3 separate regions of the Sus scrofa genome follow, and all the other regions are linked to region 1. The links are chromatin contacts, called in public HiChIP or PLAC-seq maps. All regions are on one chromosome and are shown on one strand. The core of a region is the stretch at or near the end of the contact, and the rest is flanking DNA. Distances in the headings are between cores, read along the strand shown.

What was found. HiChIP or PLAC-seq counts read pairs in DNA pulled down with a chosen protein or histone mark.
Region 2: an H3K27ac HiChIP or PLAC-seq map of alveolar macrophages shows a contact between it and region 1. The contact joins the enhancer-like site here to the promoter of BABAM2 in region 1. A contact is called at or near these places in 4 of 5 promoter capture datasets (fetal skeletal muscle, liver and skeletal muscle), 7 of 47 Hi-C or Micro-C datasets (fetal liver, fetal skeletal muscle, liver and 4 more) and 2 of 2 datasets of contacts at active chromatin or transcription factors (alveolar macrophages and skeletal muscle).
Region 3: an H3K27ac HiChIP or PLAC-seq map of alveolar macrophages shows a contact between it and region 1. The contact joins the promoter of FOSL2 here to the promoter of BABAM2 in region 1. A contact is called at or near these places in 4 of 5 promoter capture datasets (fetal liver, fetal skeletal muscle, liver and 1 more), 15 of 47 Hi-C or Micro-C datasets (alveolar macrophages, brain, embryonic fibroblasts and 9 more) and 2 of 2 datasets of contacts at active chromatin or transcription factors (alveolar macrophages and skeletal muscle).

What each region holds. Positions count from the first base shown.
Region 1 is chr3:111,326,229-111,330,080 of Sscrofa11.1, forward strand. It overlaps BABAM2 (BRCA1-A complex subunit BRE), which reads right to left and starts at 2,186. Exons shown (of 12, transcript XM_021088348.1): 1 at 2,051-2,186. It overlaps RBKS (ribokinase), which reads left to right and starts at 2,548. Exons shown (of 8, transcript NM_001315776.1): 1 at 2,548-2,640. The coding sequence starts at 2,549.
Region 2 is chr3:110,824,524-110,828,375 of Sscrofa11.1, forward strand. FOSL2 (FOS like 2, AP-1 transcription factor subunit) reads right to left here. Exons shown (of 4, transcript NM_001315740.1): 3 at 3,317-3,424; 4 at 24-932. The coding sequence ends at 411. Among named protein-coding and RNA genes, the nearest start is that of FOSL2, 16 kb to the right of the region's middle. Within about 2 kb of position 2,103, at least 18 of the 83 cell types and tissues checked have an H3K27ac peak or open chromatin away from gene starts, as enhancers often do. A contact at or near this core is called in alveolar macrophages, liver, retroperitoneal adipose tissue and 1 more, where this site is marked.
Region 3 is chr3:110,840,860-110,844,711 of Sscrofa11.1, forward strand. It overlaps FOSL2 (FOS like 2, AP-1 transcription factor subunit), which reads right to left and starts at 2,044. Exons shown (of 4, transcript NM_001315740.1): 1 at 1,890-2,044. The coding sequence starts at 1,991.

The DNA.
Region 1 (3,852 bases), core at 936-3,435:
TGCTGTCTGCAGACATAAAACAAGCTCCTCTTCTGACCACTTAACAGACGCTCTTCCGCCACCATTCCAGTATGTGATCACGACATACGAATAAACATCTAATGCCTGTATTATCAGTCATAAAAATCATGTGTATTTTAATAACACTTCTATTTCTTATAAAGAGCTTCCATATGCATTAGTGCAGCTGATCTTCACAACCCTGGCCCATTAAGGTGTGAATTCAAATTCCCATTTTACAGATGACATGGATAACTTTTATAATTTGTCTCTGAAGGGCATACTAGCCTATATTATCATTTTGAAGGCTTTTTTTTTTTCCTATTCTGCAACATTTCCACTTTTATTTCTACCCATTGATGTCACAGTTCTTGAAAGGATGCTTATCTAGATCATATGCAAAACAGAAATACTCATCTTGGAAAAAGCAAAAGGACCTTACCTACATTACAGAATTATTCTTCCATGTACTTCCCCACAATACCTATTTTACCTCTCACTTCTATGAAAAAAGGAAACAGACCCAACACGTTCTGAAAATCGACTTAGTATCGGGCACTGTATTACCCACCTCTATCTGTAATTTCATTTATTTCCCCACAACTACCCTGTTCTCTGGTTAAGAGTATTATTCCCATTTCACAGATAAGAAAACCAAAGCTGGGCAAGATTGAGTAACTTATTCAAAGTCACAGATTCACAAATCTAGCAAGAAGGATCGGAATTCAAATCCAGATCTCCCTCCAAGTCCACTATACCCATCTTCCTCTCAAATAAACATTTATAACTTCAATCACCAAAAAAATAAAAGCATCAAAGTGAATGTGCTTTTTTTAAAAAAAAAAAAAAAAAGCATACATCTAGTAAAATGTGAGCAAAAAAGTCACCAATTTAAACTAATGGTTGCTTGACAACCAGAAACAAATTAGACTACTGTTGGTCTACTGCTGAAGCCTAGTGATTCACCAGGCAAACACTAAAGGGAACAAACCTGCTCCAGAAACCAAACTATACTTAAGGTGACAACATCCCATTCAATTCAGCAACTGGCATGACCTTAGAATGACACCTGAAGGAATGAATTTGTCTTTGTTTCCAGCACAGCCAGAACACTATCTTTTGACAGTGCAAGATTTCATGCAGCATTAAAATGTTTCAGCAGGAGCTGTTGTGACTTCTCTAAGGAAAAAAAAAAAAAAAAACCACTGATTCCAAAATCACAGGTCACCAAACAGCCAAAAAAGATGGTTCTTTGGCGCAATCCTTTTGAGTAAGGGACACGGATGGGGGTTCAACCCCCAGTAGTAACTTTACACATCGAAGCACAATAAGAGATCCTAGATAGGCAAAAATTTACGGTGGTCAGCCTCCCCTGAATGCTAATTGTGCAATTTCTATTTCCTGATTTTGACGTATTACAGAAGGAAAATGCAGAAATACAATTTTTATAGGGATCTGCTGCCTCAAAATAGGGTCACATGAGGTCCTCTGATGGGCAGCCTGGGGAATACAAAGACGTCTGAAGCATCGTCAGTTTCTTGCAATTAAGATGGGATGACAAACACGGAAACATGTGCCCAGCTTACGTCATGGAACGGAAAGGGGTGGCGTCCTGCTGCGTCACGTCGACGTCACGCAGCGCACGAGGGAAGTTACACGGGGGAAGCAATTTCTCCAAGGGGCAATGTTCAAGAAAAACAAGTCGACTCGAACCCAAAGAATGACATCCCGCTCCAAAGGGGGACATCTAAAAGGGACCAGAGGCTCTTCCTTCTCCCAAATTGTACGATCCCCTCATCAGGCGGGAAGGAGGAAGGAGCTGAGCTTAATCAGGGACCAGGGGCGGGCTAGGCATGGAAAGAGCAGCCTCTGGCCTTGGGGGCTCGTTCTCTAGGGAGCCAGCATGATGGGAATGAACAGGGCATCTTTGGAACAGGGGCCTTCTCTATAGAAAGAGGAGGCGAGCCCTGGGCATATTTAAACCACTGTCCTTAGCACCACCTGTGCGACTCGGGATCCAACCTCCCCGCACCAGCCCCAGTCCAGGTACCTGGAGCTTAGTCCGATCGGTAACCGGCGACTACGTGGGGTACAGGTTACCCGAGCGCGCCCCCGACCGACGCACCAACCTGCGCGCGCACCGCGGGCCGGATGCGTGCGCGCCCCCCGGACGTCCCGCCCCGCCCCCTCTGCGGCCCAGGAGCCGGGCGGCGTGCGCGTCCCCGGCCGCGCCAGGCCAGGCGCTCGGAGAGGCGTCCCCGCAGTGCCTGAAAGTTCCTGCCTCGGCGCCTGCCTCGTGCGCGGCAAGCAGCACGGAGTCTGGACCGATCAGGAGGGCTCTGTAGCGGGAAGCTGTGCAGGGAGACAATTCCTGGAAGAACTGGGGGCAGTTGGTGGGCGGGGTTATTTCGGGCATTCAGGTGGGCGACCCGCACGGACGTCCTGCAAGGCCCGCGTCGTTAGGGAGCGTAGGAGTGGCGTCCCTGGTTACCGGGTCGGGCAAAGGTTAAAGGGCAGCCTCCTGGTTGGAGAGCGCCGACGTAGAGCAATGGCCGCGTCTGGGGAACCCGGGAGGCAGTGGCAGGAGCAGGTGGCGGCGGCAGTGGTGGTGGTGGGCTCCTGCATGACCGACCTGGTCAGGTTAGTCTGGGGCCAGTTTGCAGAAGCCGCTGCTCGCGGGAGGGACGGACCGTGTTCTCTCTTCTTACTGCCTTGGCACTGGGGCCTTGGGCATGGAGCCTGTTGGCTTTTGGTGTGAACTACAGGTTTCCCCAGGCCGCCCTGTGCCTCGATGGGAAGAGGCAGGTTTTGAGTCTGTGAAGGTAACTGTCAGATGAGGAAACAAAGGCCAGAGCGTAGTAAAAGCTCTCGTGTAACTAGAAGCGCCTCCAAAGACCTGTTCCTGTTTTCCGGACCAGGCTGTTGAACCTCTCCCCGGGCTAGCCAGTGACTTTAACCAAGTTATTTTACCTTCCAGAAGGTGCCCCCACCTCACTGGGCTGTTATGAAAGTGAAATGAACTAAAGTGTTTTGAGCCATAACACCATCCAGGTTGGGTATTATTCGTGGAACGTGTATAAAATGAGTGGAGCAGAGGTCAACAGGCCGTTCACTCTATTGATCGTTAGCATTCTTGCATTTCATATTTTCCGTTTATTTTTCAGTATTAGAGTAACTGTAGGTTACTTATGGCAAACCAAGTGTGAATCAAAATAAAAACCCATAAATACAATATCTATAATAGTAAAAAACAAAATCGGAGTTCTCTTGTGGTGTAGCGGGTTAAGGATCCAGCGTTGTCACTGCAGAGGCTTGGCCACTGCTGTGGCTCGCATTGGATCCCTGGCCCTGGCATGGACCAAAAAAAAAAAAAAAAAGGGATGAAATAAAATATGCTAGAAGGAAATCGGAAAATCGTTGAGCTAGGTCAGTGACATTGGATCTTTCCAATTTATTTTTTAATGAAAATGGCTTTTTTGATTGTAAAAGTAATATTTATTTATTGCGCTCTCTCCCTCTCTCATCTATATCCCAAGGAAATCCTATGATTCATGTTGCTTCACTTTAATTTTTTGCTGAGTGCCTTTTCAGATATAACGCTATTTTTCTTACAAAAAATGAAAAGTGATCAGACATACTGCAGTATGACCTGTCCATCTTTCCTGCAACCTTGCTTTTCAGAAGAGTAGCTGAGAACCTGGAAATAAATAAAAAGGCCTTGGGACAATAAAAATAAGTCACCAAATCCCTGCACCAAACCACCTGTGTTTTTCTTAGAAAATAGTTTTAGGGTCTTCCCATAACCAGCTTAATCTTACATTGCTTAAAATGTTTATAAGCCAGGTTATCACC
Region 2 (3,852 bases), core at 853-3,352, 500 kb before region 1:
GAGGAAGGGGTAAATAGAAGGAAGGTGAAACCAAAAGGCACTGAGCATGCTTGGTGGGGCCGGGAAAGACACCATCACTCCAGAGACACATCACGAGAAAGGGGCGGGAACGGTCCACACCAGCTTCAGGCTCTTCAGAAGCCAGAGAGATGCCGAGTCCACCAAACCAAGTTCTCCAAGGCTTTTCAAGAAACAGGATTTGCTCTGCAGGATGAACGAGGGAGGAGGTCTTGCGGCTTTCAAGAGACCATCCAAGTCCTCCAATGCCTCACCGCCAAATCCCACCTGGGTCTCCCCCGAGCCAGGAAGCTCTCCGGCAGGGTCCCCTCTTGCCCTCAGGGCCCTGGAGCGCTGGAAGGTGCTGGTCCCTGGGAAGGAGGCAGTGTCGAGGACCCCCCCAGGGAGCTGGGTTACAGAGCCAGCAGAGTCGGGGAGTTCAAGGAGTCTGATGACTGGTCCCCACTGCTACTGCTTCTGCGGTGAGCCTTGGAGCAGGACTCGGAGGGCGACGCCGGTGACTCCTGCTCCAGGACGCTGGGGTAGGTGAAGACGAGGTTCGAGGTGCCCGGAGTGATGGCAGGAGTGGAGGTCACCACGATGGGGGTGTGCAGGGGCTCCTCCCCATAGAAGCCCCCAGCGATGCTAATGGGCTTGATCACGGAGCGCTGGCCCTTGTCCAGCCCCGCGGACGAGGATGAGGGGCTGTCCTCTTCCAGGGGCTCCTGCTTCACCACCACGGCGCCCACGCCTCCGCTGCCCCCACTGCGCAGGGGCTGCAGCCCAGAGGCCGGTGGGGACCGACGCTCCTCAGGGCTGATCTTGCACACAGGCCCGTGGGCCACCAGCATGAACTCCAGCTTCTCCTTCTCCTTCTGCAGCTCGGCAATCTCCTTCTGCAGCCCCGACTTCTCTTCCTCCAGCTCCTCTGTCTCCTGCAGGGGAAGAGGGGTGGGTGAGGGACAGCAGGGGGTGGGCTGGGGGGTGTCAAACCCAGGTGAAAAGGGTAAAACCGACCAGAACCTCAGAGGACCCGCTCACAGCCCACTGCTTCGGAGTCACCTGCAGCTTCAAGGTTCCTTTACTTGCCAAAGGAGTAACAGTTTGAGAAAAAAAAGGAAAGTCAGCTTAGAGGAAGGGTGAATTAGCCATTGTAGCTGCCATGACCGGGCACTTCCTCTGTGCCAGGCACTGTGTGAAGCATTTCACAGGCATTCTCTCATTCAATGTAGCAGTTTTTTGAAGCAGGTGTTATCAGCAACCCATTCTGCAGATCAGGAAACTGAGTTTCCAAGAGGTTTAATCATTTGCCCAATGTCACAGAGCAAGCAAGTAGGGTTGCCCAGATCTGACCCCAGTGTGGCTGACTCCAGAGTCGACATGCCACTACACTTTCTGCCTTGGTGGCAGGACTGCCCCCTGGGACCCCAGAGGGGTGAGTAATAGTGAGATCTGAGGGGAAGGCATGCAGCTGCCCCACCCCCTTCTTGTAGCTCACTCTGGACACAGAGACACTAAGCTCTAAGCCACGTGGCCGTGGAGGTTTCTGCCTGCGCACATGAGCCCCGGACAGCGCCTGGCTTGTAGGAAGTGCTCACTTCATCCCCTTTGGATCATATTCTAGCTCCTCTTCCCTTTTTGGCTCCCAGTAAAAAGCATATGTTTCAGGACTCACAGAACCCTGGGCAAACATCCAGTTCAGCCCCTGCGCTTGAACAGAGGAGACCCCGGACAGCCTGAGCAGGCCTGTGAGGATGGCAGGGACCCACTGCAAGGACCGCAGCCCCTCCTGTCACACAAAGCCAGAGAAGCAGCAAATGCACGTGGAGGCGGTAGTGACGGAAGACGAAAAGGCATGTGTGTCACACCAGCCTCTTCGCCACCTTTCCCTAACACAGATTCCTCTTTGAGAACCAGGCAGCATGATGGGCCAGAGCTTCGCTACGCAGAGCACAGCATATTCCGGAGTTAAAAAAAAAAAGTTTCCATCTATCGCAAGGGTCTGATGAACGTCATGAGCTTATGAGAGGTTTCCTGTAGAGGATGTGGCTCACGGGCCTGGTGGCTGGGTCGTGGGGAGGCGGGGGAGTGAGGGTGTGAGGCTCTCGGGGGAGAGAGGAAAGGAAAGCATAGGGGCCTCGGAGGGCAGACTCTTCTGGGGCTGGTGGGAGGAGGGCCCAGGTAGACCCAGGGCGCATGGTCCCTGAAAGGTCAGTGACAGGGTGGGCTCCGGAGGGGGTCTCCTCGTGGAGTGCTGGTCACTAAGGGATCCACCTCACCTGGCATCAGAGAATCCCCCCCCCAACCATCCTCCCGATTCTATAAACACCTCCAGGGCACATGACTACAGGTGCCATGGAATTCACGCAGCGCAGGTTCAAGACCCAAGAGCAGGGGCTCTGCGGTGGACACAGCGGAGCAGAGGCAGGTGGATGGTACCTGGGAGGAGTAAATGAAGTAATGGGACATGCCAGGTAATGGGGAGCTCCAGAGCACCGGCCTGGCTGGTCACGGTAAGGACCACCGACAGAGTCTCTCGCTTCTCCTTTTGAAAATGGTTCCACCCCGGGGAGAGCCAGTCCTGGCTTTGGACTTCCTCCCCATGGCCCACGGCCCATCCCGTAGAGCTGGGCTCTGGAGGGAGGTTATGAGACGCTGATCGGGTCAAGCATTTGCGAGGGACACGCAGGGCCACGGGCCCCCAGGTGTGGGCAATTAGGCAGCCGGGGAGAAAGAATGACTCACAAAGGCAGAATGAGGTACCAAAGTGACAGCTTCAGGCTCACAACAGAGGCGGGGAACCCTCCTGCCCACAAAGGAGATGAGAAAACCCCGAGAGAGTACAGCTCAGCTGCACGTGACCCATTCCCATGAGACCCAGAGAGCGTCAAGACCGCTGCAGAGGTGAAGGACCCCAGACAGCAGGTGTCTCTGCTGCCCAGACAAGATGCTAAAGCTAGGCTGGACCGCTCCTGCTGCAGCGGGCATGGGGGGCAGCTGGAATCTGGGCAAGGTGCCCTGGAGGGGGCAGGTCTGGGCCTGCCCGGGCTCCCAGGGCCCAGTAAGACTGGCAGCCTCTGCCATCCCTCACCCAGGAGTCCCAGCAGGTCTTGGGCGCTGAGGGAGAAAGGGGCTGAGGCTGGTACTCAAGGCCACACCCCCGACACCCCTTTAATCAGGGCAGGGCTGACCCGTGTGCTCAAAGGAAGGAATGGGTCTGTGTGCATGGACTCATACGTAGGTCACCAGGGCAAGGAACGGGAAGGGCCAGGAGCCCCGGGGTCCCTGCTCGGTGGCCACCCCGAGCAGAGCGCCTCACCGCCTGCAGCTTCTCCGTCAGCTCCCGGCGACGGTTCCGGCACTTGGCTGCGGCCAACTTGTTCCTCTCCCTCCGGATTCGACGCTTCTCCTCCTCTTCAGGGGACAGCTAGAGGTCAAGGGCAAGGATCGCGGTCAGGCTTGAGTAAATGGCTCACCAGCTTTTTGGCTTTTACCCGCATTTTAAGGAGGGGAAGAAGCCCTTCCAGGACGGGGCGGGGGCAGGGAGGCAGGAGGAGCGTGGCTCAGAGGTCCCAGGACACGCAGCTCACTGCTGGTTTGCGACAACACTTGGAGCTGGACCCCCTGGAAGGGGGTGTCATGGGTTCGAAGGGAGAGCAGGACGGCCGCGGGTCAGGGACTCACCAGCCCAGGTATGACAGCAGCATTTATCATGTCAGCCCTGACTCAGTGCCAAGGCCTGAAAGAATGAGCTGGGACGGCTTCCCCAGAGAGCCCCCTCGTGCCAGCCAGGCCTGGCCCCACCCAGCTAAGCAGCTTCCTCCAAACTCTGCCTAATTACTCCTCCCCAGTACT
Region 3 (3,852 bases), core at 794-3,293, 490 kb before region 1:
CGTGCAGCAGTTATTACTAATTGCAAAATCCTCATGTGTTGCAGCATGCTAGGAATTAGCCAACAGCTGCTTTTTGCTTTGGTAATGAGGCCCCATTACACTCTGCTGGACTGAGTTCTCTTCCTTCTTCCTAGCACTGGTTTCCTGTCTGATTTTCTTCCAAAACAGGGAATTGCCTCCGCTTGCATCCTGGGCTCAAAGCCCTAGTGACACAGATTATTCAATCGGGGCACTGATGTCCGGTCGGACTTCCCATCCAGGCCCCAGGGTCTGAGCAAAGCCAGGCGGCGACGTTGTAACATTTCAGTGATGACTGCCATAGAAACAGCAGCCAAAAGAGCAGATGAGACATCAGAAGATTCCCTTCCCATCGGAGAACGGAGATGGGGGGGGGGGGTGCTGTGGAAATGGAGACTGAGGGAATGGGTATAAATGACTCCCACCCGCTGCTTAATGATATCTGGATTCAATACAAACCACCAATGGGGCTGGAGAGCAAACAAAAATCAAACACTTTGGGACAAGACTTGAAATGCATCACCTTAGTGCTCAGTATTAGGGGTGCTCTGACCGTACCCTCAATGCACCAACCAGGTTCTCTACAGTGGGGTGCTAAAGGGGACACCGGGGCAGGTAAAAAGAAGACACAGAAAAGCCATTTTAAGGACTCACCAGGTATGGGGAACCACTTTGGAATAAGAGACCCCTCTTCAGATACCAAAGAGAGCCCCCTTTCCATTTTATTCTCCCTCAGGGTCCCTCCTCCCCAGAAGTCCACCCCAGGCCCTCCTGGTTGGCTGGCTTATAGAAGCCAAAGCCATCATCATCTTACCAGCGCAACTCGAGACAGCCAACTTGCCTAGAGACTCTGCAGATCCTGACCGAGGCGGGCTTCAGGTTCCAGCAACCTTGTTGGTTAAGCCAGCTCCCTCCCAAGAGTGGGGGTCGGGGGGTGGGGGGGAGTGGTGGCTGCAGAGGGCAGGCACCCCACGAACACCACCAACCCAGCAGCACCTTTCTGGTATTTATTCCGGTATTTATAGACACACAGATCTCAGGCAAAATCCCTCTGGTGCAAACCAGTCCGCCTGCTTTAGAAACAAGTTGTTTTCCGGCTTCCAGAACCACCCAGGAGCCTAAGCGAGGTCTCATCCACCGCCCCCACCGCCCCCCCACCGTCCCCTCTCTGCAGGCGTCCTGGCCCCAGATATTCCCAGACCCCCAAGGCGCCCCTTCTGGTCGGCTGTGCAGGCTCCTTCTGTGACCCTAACAGGAGATGGATGGGCGCGGGGGAGAAAGGCGCAGCCTGAGCCAATCAAGGCTGACCTCCTCCTTCCTGACCTTCGCACCTGATTCCCAGAGCGACAACCCTCGCCCTCGCTCCGGATTACTTGAAGGAGCCCATTTTTCCCAGTCCCCAAGTTCTTTCAGAAATGAACGAAGACCGAAGGAGAGAGGGCTTTTTCGCAGGAATAAGGTCCCTGGATGTCGGGAGGTGCCCGTGGGTGCAAAGATTTTTTTTGGAGGGGGGTCTAACCACGGGGTTCCTGCGAGAGAGGTACAGGGTCCTGGGGAAAAGGCCCTGCAATTCCAGGAGCTTGTCTGTATAGGATGTAGTGTGAAGGCGAGGGTTTGTTGGCTCTCCAGCCCACTCGCCGCTCTAGTTTAAAAAAAAAAAAAAAAAAAAAAAGTGTTGGCGGGGGATGGGGGAAGGTTAAAGGAGGTGTCAGGAGGACAAGATGAAAATCTAGAACTTACAATGGAGGCCGCAAGAATTTTCTCGCCAAATCAAGAAAGGGAAAAGAAAGGGGGGGAAAAAAGGCAGTCCTGGCGAGAGGAAGGCGGGGGGTCCACCCGCGGCGCCAGGTGCACCCGGGGCCCGCACCTACCTGCTGGCCGCCGCCGCCGCTGGAGTAGGACTCGGCGTGCGCAGGAGAGCCGCTGCTGCCCCGGGACGAGGTGTCAAAGTTCCCGGGATAATCCTGGTACATGATCCGCGGTGGGGGCCCGAGAGGAAACAGGGTGTTTTTCTTCCCCCGCCCTCGCCGCGGCCGCGCACCGGCAGCTGCGCGCTGGCTCCCTGCCGGCCGCGCCTGGGGCTCTAAGCGTCGCTCCCGGGCTTCTCCCCCTCGGCGGCGGCACTCCGAGAACAGTGCCCCCCGAGCGCCGAGCGCTGCACTTCTTTCCTGCTCTACGAGCGCCGCGGGACCAGTTGTCCACCCGGTCCCTCCCTCTAAAAAGTCCGCGCGTCCCTCGGTCCCTCCCCTGCGCGCGCCCTCCTGCCCCCGCGCGCAATCAGAGCCCAGCCGGGACCGCCGGCTCAATCAAAAATTGGAAATTAAAAAAAGAATAGGAGCCCGGCGAGTCAAGCCTGCCAGGTCTGGGGGCCCCCAATTTCAGACAGGGCAAAAAAGGAAGAAAAAAAAAAAAAGGCGAAAAGAAAGGCTGCCCGCTTGGAGAAACTTCTATTTCCTCCTTTTAGAAAAGGAGCTGAGAATAAACTTCCTGTGGCCGACTCGCCGCCGGAGTTTCGAGCGGCAGGGACACTTGATTAGGTGAAGGCAGCCCGCCCCGCGGCCCGTGGGGTTCCAGCTGAGCTGACGCGGAGAGGGACGCGGGCCCGCTCCCCTTGCGGCGGCTCCGGCGCCCGGACCTGCACCCCTTCCCCGGCGCCCGCTCCCGGACGGGCCCGCCTCGCCCGTCCGCGCCTCTCTCTCTCCCTCTCTCTGTCCCCGCCGAGCGCCGCTTGCTTGCTCGCTGGTTCGCTCGGAGCCCCAGCGCTCTGCCCGAGATGAGTCACTACAATGGCACGAGTTCAACTCCACTCTTTATTCTCCAGCCCCTGTACCTCACGTCAACCCAAGACTCCACCTTGCGGGAGGAGCGCTAGGGGAGGCGGAGGGAGAGGGCCGAGGAGGAGGAGGGGGAAGAGGAGGAAGAGGCGCGGGAGGAGGCGGGCGCAGCACTCCCCTCCCTGCCCGGGCTCCCGGCCGCGCTGACGCCAGCCGCACACCCTGCGCGAGGAAGGAAGGAGGTGGAGGGGGTGGGAGCGCTGTGAGCGCGGTTTGGGGGACCCGAGGCAGCCCGGCCCTTCCCCACCCCCGCCCACCCCCCTGGGCCCTGCGCCCTTGGTCTGTTCCACCGGCGCCTGTTGCCAAAGATGGTCATTTGCGTTAGAGGACGCGCGTGCGGGTTCCCTCGCTTTCGGGTGACGTGGAGGGAGAGGGATTCCCTCGCCGGCTCCAGAGCGCGCCACGGCCTCCCTACTTCTCCACCGCCCTGGGAAGGGGCGCGGGGCGGGGCCCCCGAGAGCGGCCACGCGGGCCCCTGCGCAGGGTTTTAGAAAATAATCACAGTCCTGAAGAGCGAGACGGGCGGTTCAGCGCGGCGCCACCGCGAGGCCGGGAGCCGGGCGCGCAGAGCCGCTCGCAGGGAGGGTGCGGCCGCGCGCGGTCGTCGGCGCCCTCCGCGGCGCCGCCCGGAGCAGCGGGCGCCCTGGGCGCGCAGGGTATCCGCGCCTCCCTGCGGCCGGGCCTTGGCCCGGCGCGGCGCCGCCGGGCGGGGCCGGCCTGCCTATTTTCCCCTCCGTGGCTGGCTGCCCACTGCTTCCCCCCTCCCTTTTTCGGCCCTGCAATTAATTTGTTAGGAGCAGCCTTGAAGACGAAATTAACCAGGCAAGACATTCCGGCCCTCTACGCTGGGCAATTAGGACGCATCTAATAGGAATGATCGTGCATTATAGGCAAACTCCGACTGTTACGAATTTGGAAAAAGAAAAAATAGGGAAGAGGGAGGTCCGGGAGAGGGTGTGCCCCGATGTTGTCTTCAGTTGTTTTGGAGCGAAGTTCAGGG